Regions from separate parts of the Macaca mulatta genome. Here region 2 is linked to region 1. The links are chromatin contacts, called in public Hi-C maps. All regions are on one chromosome and are shown on one strand. Each heading gives the region's core, a stretch centred on a gene start, on an enhancer-like site or on the middle of the called end of the contact. The rest is flanking DNA. Distances are from core to core; before and after follow the strand shown.

Region 1 (7,427 bases), core at 4,633-7,132:
GCGGACTTAGGCCCCGGTATGGAGAAAGGGTGAAGGGAGAGAGAGGACCTGCGCTCAGGAGGGAGCGTGGTCTAGTGGCGGGAACCACGGGTCCCGTAGCGGGGGTGGCCGACCGTGCGGGAGGCCTCGGATCCACCGTGGGCGAGGCCAGGCCCCAGCCCCATCAGGGCGCAGGGTGCGCGGCCAGGTGGCGCTCCAGCAGCGCGCGGTGCGAGAAGACCTTGCCGCAGGCGGGGCAGGGCGCGCGCTCGGGCCGGTGAGTGCGCATGTGCACGTTGAGTGAGCTCTTCTGCGTGAAGCGCTTGGCGCAAACGGCGCACTGGAAGGCGCGCACGCCGGTGTGCGTGACCATGTGCTTCAGCAGGTAGTCGCGCAGCGAGAAGGATCGCCAGCACACGGCGCACTGGTGCGGCTTCTCCCCTGCGGACGACAGGGCGGGCCGCGAACGCAAGTCAGACTCTACAGCTCCCCGCCGCCACCCCACCCCACCCCCACCCTGGGCGCCTGGACCTGGCAGGAGCTCCCCTCCCCTCCCAAACCACTATCCCGGGATCCCTTGCCTGTCGGGGAACCCTCCCCTTACTATGGGATCTTCCCGCCCAGCAGGGACACCCCCTCCCCTCCAGGACCTCCCTTCATGTTGGGACTTTCCTGCCCAACAGGGACCCTCATACACTGTGAGGTACCTCTCTCCCATCCCTTCCTGGCAGGGACCCCCTTTCTGTTATCCTGAGATGCCACTGTCTGACAGGGCTCCCCTAAATCCAGCAAGTACCCTGCCTGCAGGGAACCCAGCCTGTCTGGAACATCTGTTGCTCATCTGGACTGCCCACTGGGCTCTCCCTCTACCCTCAGGGACCTCCCCCTCAGCCCCTACCCACCCGGCACAGGGAGACACTCGGACCTGGCCCCCCTCGCCAATGCCCATATAGTCTCCTAAACTCAGTCTGACAAGGCCATTGCCCTTTCATAAGGAGGGACCTGGGCACATCTGCCACTTTCCTGCAGGAAGCCCCAGTTGCCCAGAACCCCTGCCCGCTGGCCACTATAATGTCCTTGGTGTGATAGAGAGAGCTCCTCATTCTAGGTTAGGGGAGGGGAGGCAGGCTGAGTCCACCCCTAGATTCATCAGGTATTAACAAAATGCGTATCTCAGCCAGGCATGGTGGCTCCCACCTGTAATCCTAACATTTTGGGAGGCTGAGGCAGGCAGATTGCATGAGGCCAGGAGTTCAAGACCAGACTGACCAACATGGCGAAACCCCTTCTCTACTAAAAATACAAAAAATAGCCAAGTGTGGCGGTGTACGCTTGTAATCCCAGCTACTCAGGAGGCTGGGGCACAAGAATCACTTGAACCCAGGAGGCAGAGGTTGCAGTAAACTGAGCTCGCACCACTGCACTACAGCCTGGGCAACAGAGGGAGACTCGGTCTCCAAAAAAAAAAAAAAAACCTCTCTCAGTGGCACGGTACTGAAAGGCAGTGCCTGCCAGGGGGTACCCCAGACTAACCGGGCCCAGGCACCTGACTCAGATCACACACTTCACACAGCCAGCACTACCTTGGGGCCTCTGGCACCACCCTGGAGACTAATCACCCAACTCCCTAATTCCCAGTTCCCTGGCTCCTCCCAGTTGTCCCCAAGGCAGCCAGAGGTGATTATAAACTGACATCTCAGTCACTCCCCAGCTTAGAATACCATGGCTTCCCCACCACTCACAGTCAAATCCCAAGTTCCAGCCCATGCAGAAACCTCCCTCACTACCACTGTGGCCTTCCAGCCAAATTTCTGCTTTTACTGACAATGCCCAGCAGGCTTCTGCTTTCCATTCCTTTGTCCTCCATCTCAGCCCCCAGGGAGCATCCTCACATTCCTCAGTACCATCCTCCCACTCTTTACCTCTCCTGCAGCACTGCAGAGCCGCCTTCCTGACACGGCCAAGGTCCGAGGGAACCTCCGCACAGCTTTTCGGGGTCCTCTGCAGCTGTGGGGTCCCCACACTGTACCCATGTTTTCCTACTCCTGCCCCAGTCTCAGGAGTTCCTTCATCGCACCACCTCTCTGCGGGCTTTCTACCCCTGGGCCTGTAAACCCACCCTCCCTTGCTGACTGCCATGGCGGGACTGCTGGAAACCAGAGAGACACAGGAGGCTCCCTGGAGCATAGTCTCCCAACCTGCCCAGGAGCCCCTGCCAAGACTCCATGCCCATCACATGCATCCTAGGCTGCTAAAGTTTCCACCACCACCCTTCCAAAGGCCAGGACAGGCTCCTGCTTCCCAACCCAGCCTCAGGCCCCCCTCCACAGAAGCCAGTGCCTGCTGCTCCACAGAGTGGGACTTTCTCCTCCCCCACATACCTTGCACTTGGAGAAAGGCTCAATTTCCAGGCCCCCTGCTACCCAAAAGTAACAGAACAGTTCCAGTGCCCTGTAACTAGTGCTGAATTCCCCCTTAGGTTTAACTCTCCAATGAGAGCTTCTCCCTCTCCTCTCCCGCCCTGGCTCACCCGAGTGGATGAACATGTGCTTGGTGTAGTTTTTCCGGGAGCTGAACGTCTTGCGACAGTGGCTGCACTCATAGGTGGGTGGCTCAGCACCTGCTGTGCGAGCAGGGGTGCCTGAGGGGGCCGTGGTGGGAGCAGCAGAGGGAGCCGGGGCCTCCCCCAGCTGAGTGCTGGGGGCTGCCTCGGGCTGGAGTGTGGGGTAGAAGGCGGGTGGGGGCGCAGGGGCTGGCCCTGATGGTGCTGAAGGGGGTGGTGCGGGTGGCCCGGGGGCACCCAAGTGAAAGGGGAAGAGTGCGACGGGTGGCCCTGGGGTCTTCACACCAGGCGGGCGGGGTCCAGCCAGTATGCAGTCGGGCTGGACAGGGGTCTCAGTGGGACAGCCTTCGGGGACAGCGCCATCCTCGTCGTGCCAAGTGGATACATAGCTGTCTGGAAATACGTCCTCAGCTGCCCCAGCTCCCCGAAGAAAATCCCTCCCGGCACCACTGTAGTCAGTGAGGCCAGTGGGTGCAGGGGGCTCCTCACAGGCGCTGTCAGCAGCAGCAGTGAGGAAGCCGGCAGCACAGTCTGGGAAGGAAGGAGGTGCCTGGCCCTCGCCCGGGCCGCCACCTTCGCCGTCCTCGCCATCGGTCTCATCGTCAGTTTCCTCGTCATCCTCATCGCCACGGTCGTCAGGGGCCGCGGACAGTGAGGGGTCAGCATCAGGCCCCTCGGCCTTGGCAGGTGTTGGGGGCGCAGGCAGCTGCAAACGCGCGGGCTGGCGCTGCTTACGGCTGTGCGCAGCACCAGGGTGCCCCGGAGGGCGCGCAGCCAGCAGGTGGCGCAGACGGTGACGCAGCTGCGCAGGTGCGAGTGGCGGGGGCACAGGGGTGGGCAGGGGCGTGGGCGCAGAGGTGCCTGGGGCTCGGGCGCGGGCGATAATCTGCGTGCATTCGTCGATAACTGTCTGTATGCGAAGTACCGACGCGGCCGTGAGCACCTGCAGGGCTTCGCCCTGCGCCACAACAAGCGAACCGCTGTACAGGAACTCGACCAGCTGTCGCACCGTCTGTGCGGGCACCACCGGAGGCACACGGATCTCAGAGTGGCCGAGCAGCAGCTTGTCTTGGAAGAAGGGCGAGCCGGCCGCCAGCACGCAGCGGTGGGCACGCAGTGAAGCTTCACGAATGCGCACAGTCACGTCGCAGAAGTGCCCCCCTAGCCTCTGCCCATTGAGGGTCTCAAGCAGAGAGCGTGAGAAGTTCTGCAGGTGTATGTGGTGCACAGCCTCTGCAGCTGCCATCTGCACAGAACAAGAGGAGGGCCGGAAGAGGTCAACTGAGGACCCCCCTCTGTCCCAACCTCCCTATCTTTTCACCCGTTGCTGCAGGATGGGGCTCAAGAGTGCACCACACTCCAAGGCGCACTAACCCATCCCTCCTCAGCTGCCCTTCACAGTCCCCATTCCCAACACAGGACACTCCAGCACTCCCTCCTCCTCCCATCTCAGTCCCGGCCAGGCCCTCTACAGCCCCCTACTAACGCGGCAAACCTTAGCACACCCCTAGGAGAGGGTGTTGGGGATGTGAAAGGTCTGCCCCTCTCCGGGTCTTGCTTACAGCCCCCGAAAAGGTTCAGGGCTTGGCCTACTCTCCATTGACTCACCCACCCACCCCACCCCATCCCAACTCCAGTAACCCTAGGCCTCCCCATGTGCCCCTCCAAGAGGGCAGCCCTGCGTGTAGAAGAGGCCAAGGACCCCCATCCCAACTGGCTAACCTGCCTCACCCAGAGCAGACCTTGCTCACTACCCAGCTAGTTTCTCCTCCACCCCTGCTGGCAGCTCCTTTTGGTTTCCTTTAGCCACATCCCCCCAGTATGAGACCCTGTGCAGAGGCAGGATTGCTGCCTCAGAACCAGGTCACCTTAACTAGTATATACAGAGGCTTTCGCAGGAGTGGGATGGCATGACCTGCTTCCTGGGCAGCATGGTTCTCGGTGTGCCTGGTCACTAAGGGCTGAGGGTAAAAGGTTGGGCATTACCTTGGGAGATGCCCCAGGGAAACCAGTACATGGTCCCTGGCAGCCCCTAGCATAGCAGGCAGGGAAGTGCCTCCTGCAGCCCCAGCTTCTTGCCATCTCGATGGGGCCTGTGGGGCCCAGGGTGTGGGTGTGGCACAGAGAGGGGAAGTGTGGAATGAGCAGGGGTGTGTGACTGGATAGGTGCCCACTGAGCAAGCCGGACAAGGCCCAACATCAGGTACCAGAAAGGGGAGAGAGTAGTGCCCAGAGGACTCTGGAATGTGAGGAGTTCTGCTACTCCGTCCATCAAGCAGGTAAACCGTGATCCTTCGGCCTGTTTCCCCTTCTGTCAAACAAGGGATGAGATACTCAGCTCATCCTGCACCCATACTGCACACACCTCCAGTCTAAGGGAGGAGGGTAGGAGCTCTGGACTCTGACATCCGTATAGCCTCCACCAGCCTGTGTCTCAGAGTGGGCTCGGCTTGATGCTGCCCCTACACCCTCGGGCTCTACTGGGGTCTCAAGATTCAACCCCTCCAACTCCTTATGCCCAATCCGCCGTCCCTTTGCTCAGCCAGACGCCTCCCTTTCTTGCATGCCCAACATTTGACCCTCAGACTACTTCGAGCACCTCCACTGCCCCGTTCCCGCTGTCCTGGACGGATGAAGAAACCTGGCTGGTCTCTCCACGCCCCTGGCCTCCCCTTCTGTTCCCCACATGGCCGCCAGAGGGAGCCTTTCCAGACTACAGATCCAGATACACCACCCCGCCCCCCGGCCCCACTCGGAGCCTCAAAAAAGCCAGGCCTGTGCCCGTGCAAAGGCTAACTCAGCATGCAGCACCCGCCCCATCTGTATTCACCTAGCACCTGAAAGGCTTCTAATCTGTGTCCGGCCGATAGGGACGCATCAACCCCAGAGACTTGAACCTTCCTTTCCCGCCCTGCCCTGCCCCGCCCCGCCCCGCCCCGCCCCGCCCCGCGGCGGGCTCCATTCCTCAGTCCCGACGCCGCAAAGCCGATCTGGACACTTCAGAACAAAGGCCAGCCTTCGAGACCCGGCGCCCAGGCCAGCTTCCTGGGTCCGGCGCCGCACACTCCCGCCACGCCTTCGCCGCGCCGTGTGCTTTACCCCGAGCGCGTTCACCCAATCTCTGCTCCATTGCCCGCGCACCACCCTAAGCCCAAAGCACCCCTCTAAGCCGCCGCGGCCACCCCGCACCCTGGCCCGCGCCGTACCCCGGTCCTGCAGCGCCCCCTCGCGTTCGCAGCGTGCGCTTCTAGCGGAGCGCAGGTGCCCCTCCCCTGGTACGCCCCAGCCTCCTCGCCCGCCCTGCGGCAGGGGGATGCCCATCCGACCCCACCTCCGACTCCTCTTCAGGCACCAGGCTCTACTGTGGCCGCCTCCTTCTCACGGACTACAAGGCCGCACTTCCGGGCCCCTATGCCGGCGGAACCAAAGCCCGTGGTCGCGGCGGCGCAGGGGAAACCCTACCGAAGCACATTTCCGGTATTTTTATGGCGATCAGCTGCCGTCAGACTGCGGCTCTCAGTCGGAACCAAAGTCGAAGAGGCTAGGGCTGCCGCGTTGCGAGGAATCTCTGGACCAGAGCACTCTTCCGGCGTCGCCCAGGAGATCAGGGGTGTGGCGGGGCCTGCGCGATCAATCCGCAGGCGCCGTGTGATGGAGAATGGGAAGGCAGTTCCCGGCCCAAGTCACCAACCTGTTCTGGCCAGTTTAAACCCCACTGCGAACTGGGAAAGTGGCCTTATTCCTGTGACACGGGTGAGAGCTGAAGTAGGTCTCGGTCCCTGGCCGCCAGGAGGCGCAGGCGAGCTACCCCTACTCCAGGCCCGCCCGCTGTGGGTGGGATTGGGGAGCGGACCCCATCTCGGCCTTGGCACCTTCTACTACAACGCAGACAGGAACAGACAACTGCCTCACCCTGCTCTGGGCCTCTCCTGAGCTAGACTCTGTGAGATTCTGGGACGTTGCAAGTCGATCTGTTATGGGGAACAGAATTCTGAAAATGGCCACCTCCAAGATTCCGTGCCTAAATCTCCAGAACCTGTAAATATGATAATCTCACCTATGAATAGTTACACTACATGGTGAAAGGGTTTTTGCAGACATAACTAAGGTTACTCATTAGCTGATCTTAAAATAGAATATGATTCTGGATTATTTTGGTAGGTCCAAGGTAATCATAAGGGTCCTTAAAGGCAGAAGAGGAAGGTGGAGAAACTTGAAGTAGGAGAAGAGTTTTGTCCATGAGAGGGACAAGTGTCAGGCTGAGAATCTGAGAAGAGCTGCAACAACAGCCAGTAAGAAGACAGACCTCATGGCCGGAGCCAGTGGCTCAGGCCTGTAATCCCAGGACTTTGGGAGGCCAAGGAGGGCAGATCACGAGGTCAGGAGATCGATACCATCCTGGCTAACACGGTGAAACCCCGTCTCTACTAAAAATACAAAAAATTCGCCGGGCGTGGTGGCGGGCGCCTGTAGTCCCAGCTACTTAGGAGGCTGAGGCAGGAGAACGGCATGAACCCAGGAGGCGGAGCTTGCAGTGAGCCAAGATCGTGCCACTGCACTCCAGCCTGGGCGACAGAAGGAGACTCGTCTCAAAAAAAGAAAGAAAGAAAAGAAAACGGACTTCAGCCCTAGAAGTGCATGGAGCTAGATTCTGCCCACAACCTGAATGAGCTTGGAATCAAATTCTTCCCCAGAGCCTCCAGACAGCAACTCAGTCCATACCACACCTTGATTTCAGCCTTTATGAGACCCACAGAAGACCTACTTGGGCTTCTGACCTATGGAATGGTGAGCTAATAAATGGATATTGTTTTGACCTATGAAGTTTCTGGTAATTTGTTACAGTAACGGTAGAAAACAAATACATCTGGTGAGACCCAGGGCC
Region 2 (6,843 bases), core at 1,261-3,760, 40 kb after region 1:
CCTCCCCCCTGACCTAACCCTTCTCTGCCTCTTGGGCCACCAACTCCCTGGGCTCCTTTGTAAGGTCCTCCTCACCTCTCTTGATTCGTAAATGGTAAAAGGCCCCAGGCTCACTCCTTAGGGTTCCTTTTCTCTCCATGTTTTCAGTCATTCTTTTGACTTAACAACAGCTATTGCTCAATTTCTATTCCCAGCCTAGAAGAATCTAGAAGAAGAATCTGCCCCTTCTTCCACTTGATACAAACCCACACCTCAAACTATCCAGAATCACATACAAACCTGAGGCTCAGCTTTTGATTTCCTCTCCAAACATCTTTCTTGCCCATCCCAAGAAATGCTATCTTCTCTACCTACCTGTTCAGGCCAAAACCCTCTCACCCATCAAAGGCTGTGTTCCTTCTTCATGTCTCCTTACTGGTTTTGGCAGCCTCTGCCATAGCTTATCCTTATCCTTTTTTTTTTTCTTTTTTTGAGATGGAGTCTTGCTTTGTTGCCTAGGCTGGAGTGCTGTGGCACAATCTTGGCTCACTGAAACCTATGCCTCCCGGGTTCAAGTGATTTTCCTGCCTCAGCCTCTCGAATAGCTGGGATAACAAGCATGCACCACCATGTCCGGCTAATGTTTGGTAGAGCGGGCTTCTGCTGTGTTGGCCAGGCTGGTCTTGAACTCCTGACCTCGGGTGATCCATCCACCTCAGCCTCCCAAAGTGCTGGGATTACAGGCGTGAGCCACCATGCCTGGCCAGCTTATCCTTATAGTTATCTTTTTTCTTTTTCTTTTTTTGTTTTGAGACAGAGTCTTGCTCTGTTGCCCAGGCTGGAGTGCAGTGGCACAATGTCAGCTCATTGTAACCTCCGCCTCCTGGGTTCAAGTGATTGTCCTGCCTCAGCCTCCAGAGTAGCTGGGATTACAGGTGTGCACCACCACGCCCAGCTAGTTTTTTGTATTTTCAGTAGAGCTGGGGTTTCACCACGCTGGTCAGGCTGGTCTCGAAGTCCTGACCTCAGGTGATGCAACCACCTTGGCCTCCCAAAGTGCTGGGATTACAGGTGTGAGCTACCGCGCCCAGCCCTGTAATCCCTAACCTTTCAACTTAGCTCCCACTTTGGCCCACAATTCTGAATTGTCTGGTCCATGCCCAACTCTTGAAGCTCACCTGTCATCTCCCGTTTTGTCGAGGCTCTCTTTTAACATTTGCTGCTCTGTCTGCTTGACACATTCCCTGCCCAGATCTGTAGGCTCACTGTCATAACTCAAGCCTTGGCGCTCATACCAGTTCCTTGGAGGCAGCCTTCCAGACCCTCAAACTAGGGAAGCTCTGCTGACCTTTCACTCCACTCATTTTGCTGAAAGCACCTGTGTTTGGTGTCTGGTCTCTTGTTCACTGCTGTTACAGCCGTGCCTGATTGACAGCAACCTGCCCCTGACCACCCACACTCACCATCTGGCCTTGCTTGGCCATCTTCTTAATGTCTGCAATGATTTTCTTCTCCTGGGTCTCTAGTTTCTGTCGCTCGCGGTCCAGCTCCCGCATGGCACGGTTCAGGGCCCTCTGGTTCTGCCGCAGTAGCTCCTCTGGCGTCTTCCGGCGCCCGAACAACAGGTCCATGGTGGTAGAAGCTCACTGGCAGGCCTGAGACAGATGTGAGGCCCAGTTGTAGGGCAGGGGGCCCAGAAGGAGGGCAAGAAGCAGAACAGGGTCACGGGAGCCTTGCCAAACGGGAAGGGGCTGAGACTGGAGACAGGAATGAGGGGCCAAAAGGGAGCAGCTGAGAACACTGGGATTGTCCCGGGGACACATAAGGGGGACAGGTAGACCTGAAAATTATCCAAGCGCTGGCCCGAGCCCCTCCATCGCCATGCCCCCACAGAAGTTACGGCTTCCAAGTTTAGCTTTTCTCTCCAGACCCATGGGTGAGGCCCTGGAGTCCTTGATACGACTGAGAGCGGGGGGCGACGCGAGTTGGCGCACTAGTGTTTTAGGGACCGTGGGCACCGAGCACAGGGCAATTGTGGGGGTTCTGATAGAGGAGGACAGGATGGGCGGAGACCCTAAGAACCAAGAAAGGTGAATGTGGGGCTGTGAAGCTGAGGACAAAGCATTAGAATCTGGGAACCCTGAATGCTGAGGGAGACGGTTGGGAGCGCTGGGGCATCCTGTACACCGAGGACGGGATGATGCAGGTTGGGTCGCACTATACACCGAGGACAGAGTCAGTGGGCCCGGCACCAAAGCAAGGTGGTGTTGGAGACCTCGATGTTGACGACAGGGTCCCAGGGAGAAGCGAGGCACCGGACACCCGGGCGAGTAGAAGCCTCGTACGCTGCCGCCCGCACGCCCGCCCGGTATCCGCGGTCCAGCAGGGGCCACTCACCGGAGCTGGGACGGGCACCCGCTTCCGCTTCCGGGTCACGCTTCTTTCTGGGTTTCCCGACTTGCCCACCTACCAAGGCCCCTCGATCCTGTCGCCTCCGCCGCCGTTTCCGGATTAAACGACGTGACGTAACATGACCCGCCCGCACCCGGAAGGTTGGGAGGCTCCCAGGAGCGCGCGTGCGTACGTGCCCTGGAATGGGCCAGCGTTCGAGCGCATGCGCAATAGCTCCCGTTTCCTCTGCGCGTCAGTGTTTCATGTTTGAGTCCCGCCCGAGTGACCCCACCAAGCCAGTACCGGGGTGGGCGCTTTCCACCCAACCTCCACTTGAGGGCCCAGCTTGTCCGTGATACCCTGACTTCTGCCTGAGGCCTCAGATAGAGGGAGCCTCAGGAGGCCCCTCCTCCTCGGTGGGCCCACCCACACAAGAAAGGGGCAAAGCTAGAGATGGCTTGTTTCTTCCACTGTGCTGCCCTCTTGGCCAGGAACCCAGAGGTCACTGGATCCTGCCTACGCTTCTCATCCTAGAGTAGGCTTCATCCCAACCAACCCCAGGCTCTGGCCTGGTATCCCCACCAACTCGAGAGCTGCCCCAGGCACTGGGCAGCCTGTTGTAGGGTGCTGCAATGCCACCTGTGCCCACACGTTCCACCACCCCAGCTTTGCAGGCCCTAATGGACCTCAGCTGCCCCACCCACCCCATAGAAGTAAGAAGCAGAGGCCATGCAGTAACATTCCCCTTTAATAGCCTGGTGCGACCTCCAGAGGTGGAGGGGTGGGTTGCCTGGGCCCAGCTACCCAGGCCCCTTACCCACCCACTCCACAGCCCAGAGTGGGGGCTGAACAAGCACCCAGCAGGGGGGCTAGACAAGCCAATTCATTTCCCATCGCTGAGTGGGTCGGGGGAGGCAGCGCCGACCTTAATCACATGGTGGTAAAAAAAAAAAAAAAAAAAATAACTAGGGGCAAGTGGCAGGAAGGGGAGGTAAGGCCAAGGCAGGGAATTCCCCCACGGGCCGCCCCCCAAACCCCTACCGATGGCCCCCAATAAATATTTGCAGGGGATGCCAGGGCTTGTGGCCGTGGCGGGGGTGGGTATGCGCCAACCCTATTTCAGGCAGCGCTCGAAGTAGGTGGAGCCGATGTAGCCACCCCGCATGGAGCGCTGCACGTTCTGCTCAAACAGCCGCCGGTTGTTCTGCAGGACCTCTGCAGCCTCCTTGTTCAGTGGGTCCTCGGGGTTGGGCTCCTGTGGCCAGTACAGGTAGGGGGGTCAACAGGCCAGAGGGACAGAAGGCCAGTCTCCCCAGACCCAACCACCTATTCCTACTCACCAAGAAGAGATACTGCAGGCCATAAATTATGGAGTTTATCGTAAGGACTGGCTTCCAGTCCTCTCTGTGGACAGAGAGCATCAGGGTCAGAGCTTGGTGAGTGGGAGACTGCCAGAGGCCCCTCTGGTATTGGGCAGGTCAGATCCAGGGCATAGGAGAGTGAGCATGTGAGAGGCTGGGAGGGAGGGTGTGCAGCAGGCTAGGCCAGGGAGAAAACCAAGGTCAGGCCATGAGGAAGATGACTGGGAAATGAAGAAATCACAAACAACAAAGGGGTGGGAAGGGACAGAGTCTGATGTAGTGCCCACAAGACCATGAGGGGGACCTGGCAGGCAGGGCTGGGGAGGGCAGTAGAGGGCCCGTGCCTTCACCTGAGGATGTTGAGGCAGACGTTGCCCTCGAGGTCAATGTTGGGGTGATAGACCATTGTCTCACACTTCACCTTGGGGGGATCATGTGGGTACCCCTGGCCCACCTGGCTCCAGGAAAAGAAAGGAGAGATGGGTAGGTCCCTGGAAGGGCCTCAGCTGCTGCCTCCTCAGTCCAGGGAGCCATCCCTGCCTGCCTGGGACTCACCTTAAAACTGAACACAAACTTCCCACTCTTGTAGAAGCCCTGGGAGGGAAAGGGGGAGAAGAAAATTTTAGGGTTCCATCCTGTGGGGCCTGATGGGCAGAATATGTCTCCCTCCTCTCAGTGGGGACACCCTTGGTCTGCTCCTGGGAATTCAGCCATATGCACCCTCACCTCATCAGGACAGATGACCAGCTTGAAGTTGAGGAGGTCGTCTGGATCTGAGAAGCTGATATCACACGTCTTGGGCAGGTTCAGCTCGTTTATGTCTGGGTTTGGGCAGCAGAGAGTGGGGGTCAGAAAGAGGGAGGGGAAGAGAGAGAGAGAGGGAGCCAGCAGGACACTTAGGGCAGGTGTTTGTTAGCAGAACCCCCATGGTCTCCTCCTAGACCCCTAGGCCTCTGTCCTGGGCTGTGCTCCACACCTCCAGCCCTCTCCCTGTTCCCTAGCTTGGCTCTTGTGGATACACATCATACCCCAAACATGCATGTTTAGTTGTGTATGCGTGTCTCAACTCCTGGCCCAGGGTAACCCCCAACTGTTCTGTATCCACAGCTCCCAAATGCCCCCACTCCCAAACATCCTCTGACTGCCCTAAACTCCAGGCTCCCCATCCATGACCTCCACTCTCCAGTATCTACCTGTTCACCCAAACTCAAAGATCCTGCCCACCCCCACCAACCCTCAGTCCTCACTGTCCTTCCTCTTCTCTGTCTCTCAGACCCAGCTTCCCATCTGACCCCCACAATCTCAAGTCCCCAACCCCCACCACCCTGCCCCACCTCCTTTGACTCTGAGGTTCACAGCACAATAGCCTAAATTCCCCCTCACCCCTGTCTCCAATCCCTGGTACTCACTAACCTTCCTTCCTCCACCTGTTACCCCAAAGCCCAAATCCAAATTGCTGTGACTCTCAGGTAGGCCCACGAGTCCCTAATCCTCCAACTTACTTTACCCGTTTGACTCTGAGATTCCCAGAGACCCCAGCATAATACACTAAATCCTCTCCCACTCATATCCCCAACCTTTAGCCTCTACTATCCGTCTCTTTTTCGCCTGTCACCCCAAACCCAAGTTCCCGTCTAACCCCCATACTCTCCAGTCCCCAGCTCCTCCACTCCACTGCCTGACTCTGAGATTCCGAGTCCCTAGTACCAGACGCCAGGCCTTCCTAATATCCTAAACCACCACATACCGGGCCCCATCTCTGACCCCCACCCCGTGACTGCATGATCCCAACCCTCAAGACCTGAACTCCGACCCCCCCCCCCCGACTCGGGGCCCTCCACCTCTGACCCTCGGCAACAGCATTACCCCCTCCTGACTCTCAACATCACCCTGCCTCAGGCTCTGACCTCCGACCTCCAGCTCCAACCCCATCCCCTGACCCCCTACCCTTCTGGATCCGCAGCTGCGCCGCCGACGCCTTCTTGCTGCTGCCCTTGGTGCCGCCCGCCGACTCCTCCTCCTTCTTCTGCTGCTTCAGCGAGAACAGCTTGATCATCCTGCCGCCGCCGCCGCCGCTGCCGCCGCCGCGGGGCCCGGGACCCCGGCCACCCGGCCCCCCGCCGCCGCCCGCGTCGCCTCCGCTCCTCGGACCCGCCGCTGCGGCCTCCTGCGCTGCTGCCGCCACCCGCCCGGCCTGCCGCGCCGCTCCGCGCCCACCGCGCGGCCCGCCTCGGCTCCCGTAGTCCGGCCCCGGCCTGGCCCAGAGCCTCGGGCTCGCTCGGCAGCTCTCGGCCAAATTCGGCTGTTTTCGGGCCCGCCCGGCCCCGCCCCCACTGCCCCGGGCCGCTCCTTCCTTGCCCTCGCCCACTCTGGTCTCAGGCCCCGCTGCAGCTGCGGACTCGGGGCTCCCCGGACTGTGCCGTTTGCCGCTCAGCTGATCCCTCCGCGAAGGGGCTGCGGCTAGGGGTGGAAGGAGGACGCGGCAGCCGCGGTGACGGCGGGTGGGTATTGGAGGATCGTCTTCCGCGGCAGCAGCGGCTTTAGCGCGGAGGTCTGCAACGGCCTCGGGCGCCCCGCGGCTTCGGATATTTCCGCCGCCTGCCCGCTTTGGCTCTTCCCGCCCGGCCTGCGTTGTGCGCCTGCGCAGCCGCCGCAAACCCGCGTTGCTCAGCGATGGAGTTTGGGGTTCGGCCTCCTTCGGCTGGACTCGGTTATTTCCGTTCGTGGAGATGACGCTTCGGCGGCCCTGCGGGTCACTTCCGGCGACTCTCGCGGGGCCGGGCAGGAAGCGGGGTTAGCCGCCATCTTTTAGTGGGGCAGACACGGGCCGCTTTGCTCGCGGTCACTTCATCCTGTGTTGTGTATGTGCAGAGCGCGGCGGGGGTGGTCGTCTCCGCTGCTGCCGCCACCCACACGGCCTGCCTTTGACCCCATAGGTCACAGACAAGGCAGGGTGATCGCGGCAAGACCCCGAGTGAGACTAGAGGCGTTACCCAGAGGGTGCGAGGTCGAGCACCCTCACTGTCCTATCGCAAACCCAAAGATCCCCGTTCCTGGAGATTCTGATTGAGGTAAACTAACAAAACATGTATTGTGCCAGAGAGTGGTAAGC

The links. A called contact is a pair of places that touch in the nucleus more often than the background predicts.
Region 2: a contact with region 1 is called in a Hi-C map of fetal cortex germinal zone, with 2.8 times the contacts expected there. The contact joins the promoter of CHMP2A here to the promoter of ZBTB45 in region 1. A contact is called at or near these places in 4 of 14 Hi-C or Micro-C datasets (CD4 T cells, cortical neurons, fetal cortex germinal zone and 1 more).

What each region holds. Positions count from the first base shown.
Region 1 is chr19:70,648,178-70,655,604 of T2T-MMU8v2.0, forward strand. It overlaps ZBTB45 (zinc finger and BTB domain containing 45), which reads right to left and starts at 5,883. Exons shown (of 3, transcript NM_001266696.1): 1 at 5,874-5,883; 2 at 2,510-3,788; 3 at 1-420. The coding sequence starts at 3,788. The coding sequence ends at 164.
Region 2 is chr19:70,691,757-70,698,599 of T2T-MMU8v2.0, forward strand. It overlaps CHMP2A (charged multivesicular body protein 2A), which reads right to left and starts at 2,511. Exons shown (of 6, transcript NM_001194122.2): 1 at 2,377-2,511; 2 at 1,443-1,634. The coding sequence starts at 1,610. UBE2M (ubiquitin conjugating enzyme E2 M) reads right to left here and starts at 6,437. Exons shown (of 6, transcript NM_001194143.2): 1 at 5,679-6,437; 2 at 4,458-4,552; 3 at 4,287-4,325; 4 at 4,082-4,185; 5 at 3,711-3,774; 6 at 3,206-3,625. The coding sequence starts at 5,787. The coding sequence ends at 3,485. LOC106994871 (a long non-coding RNA gene) reads left to right here and starts at 6,058. Exons shown (of 3, transcript XR_013409827.1): 1 at 6,058-6,232; 2 at 6,668-6,802.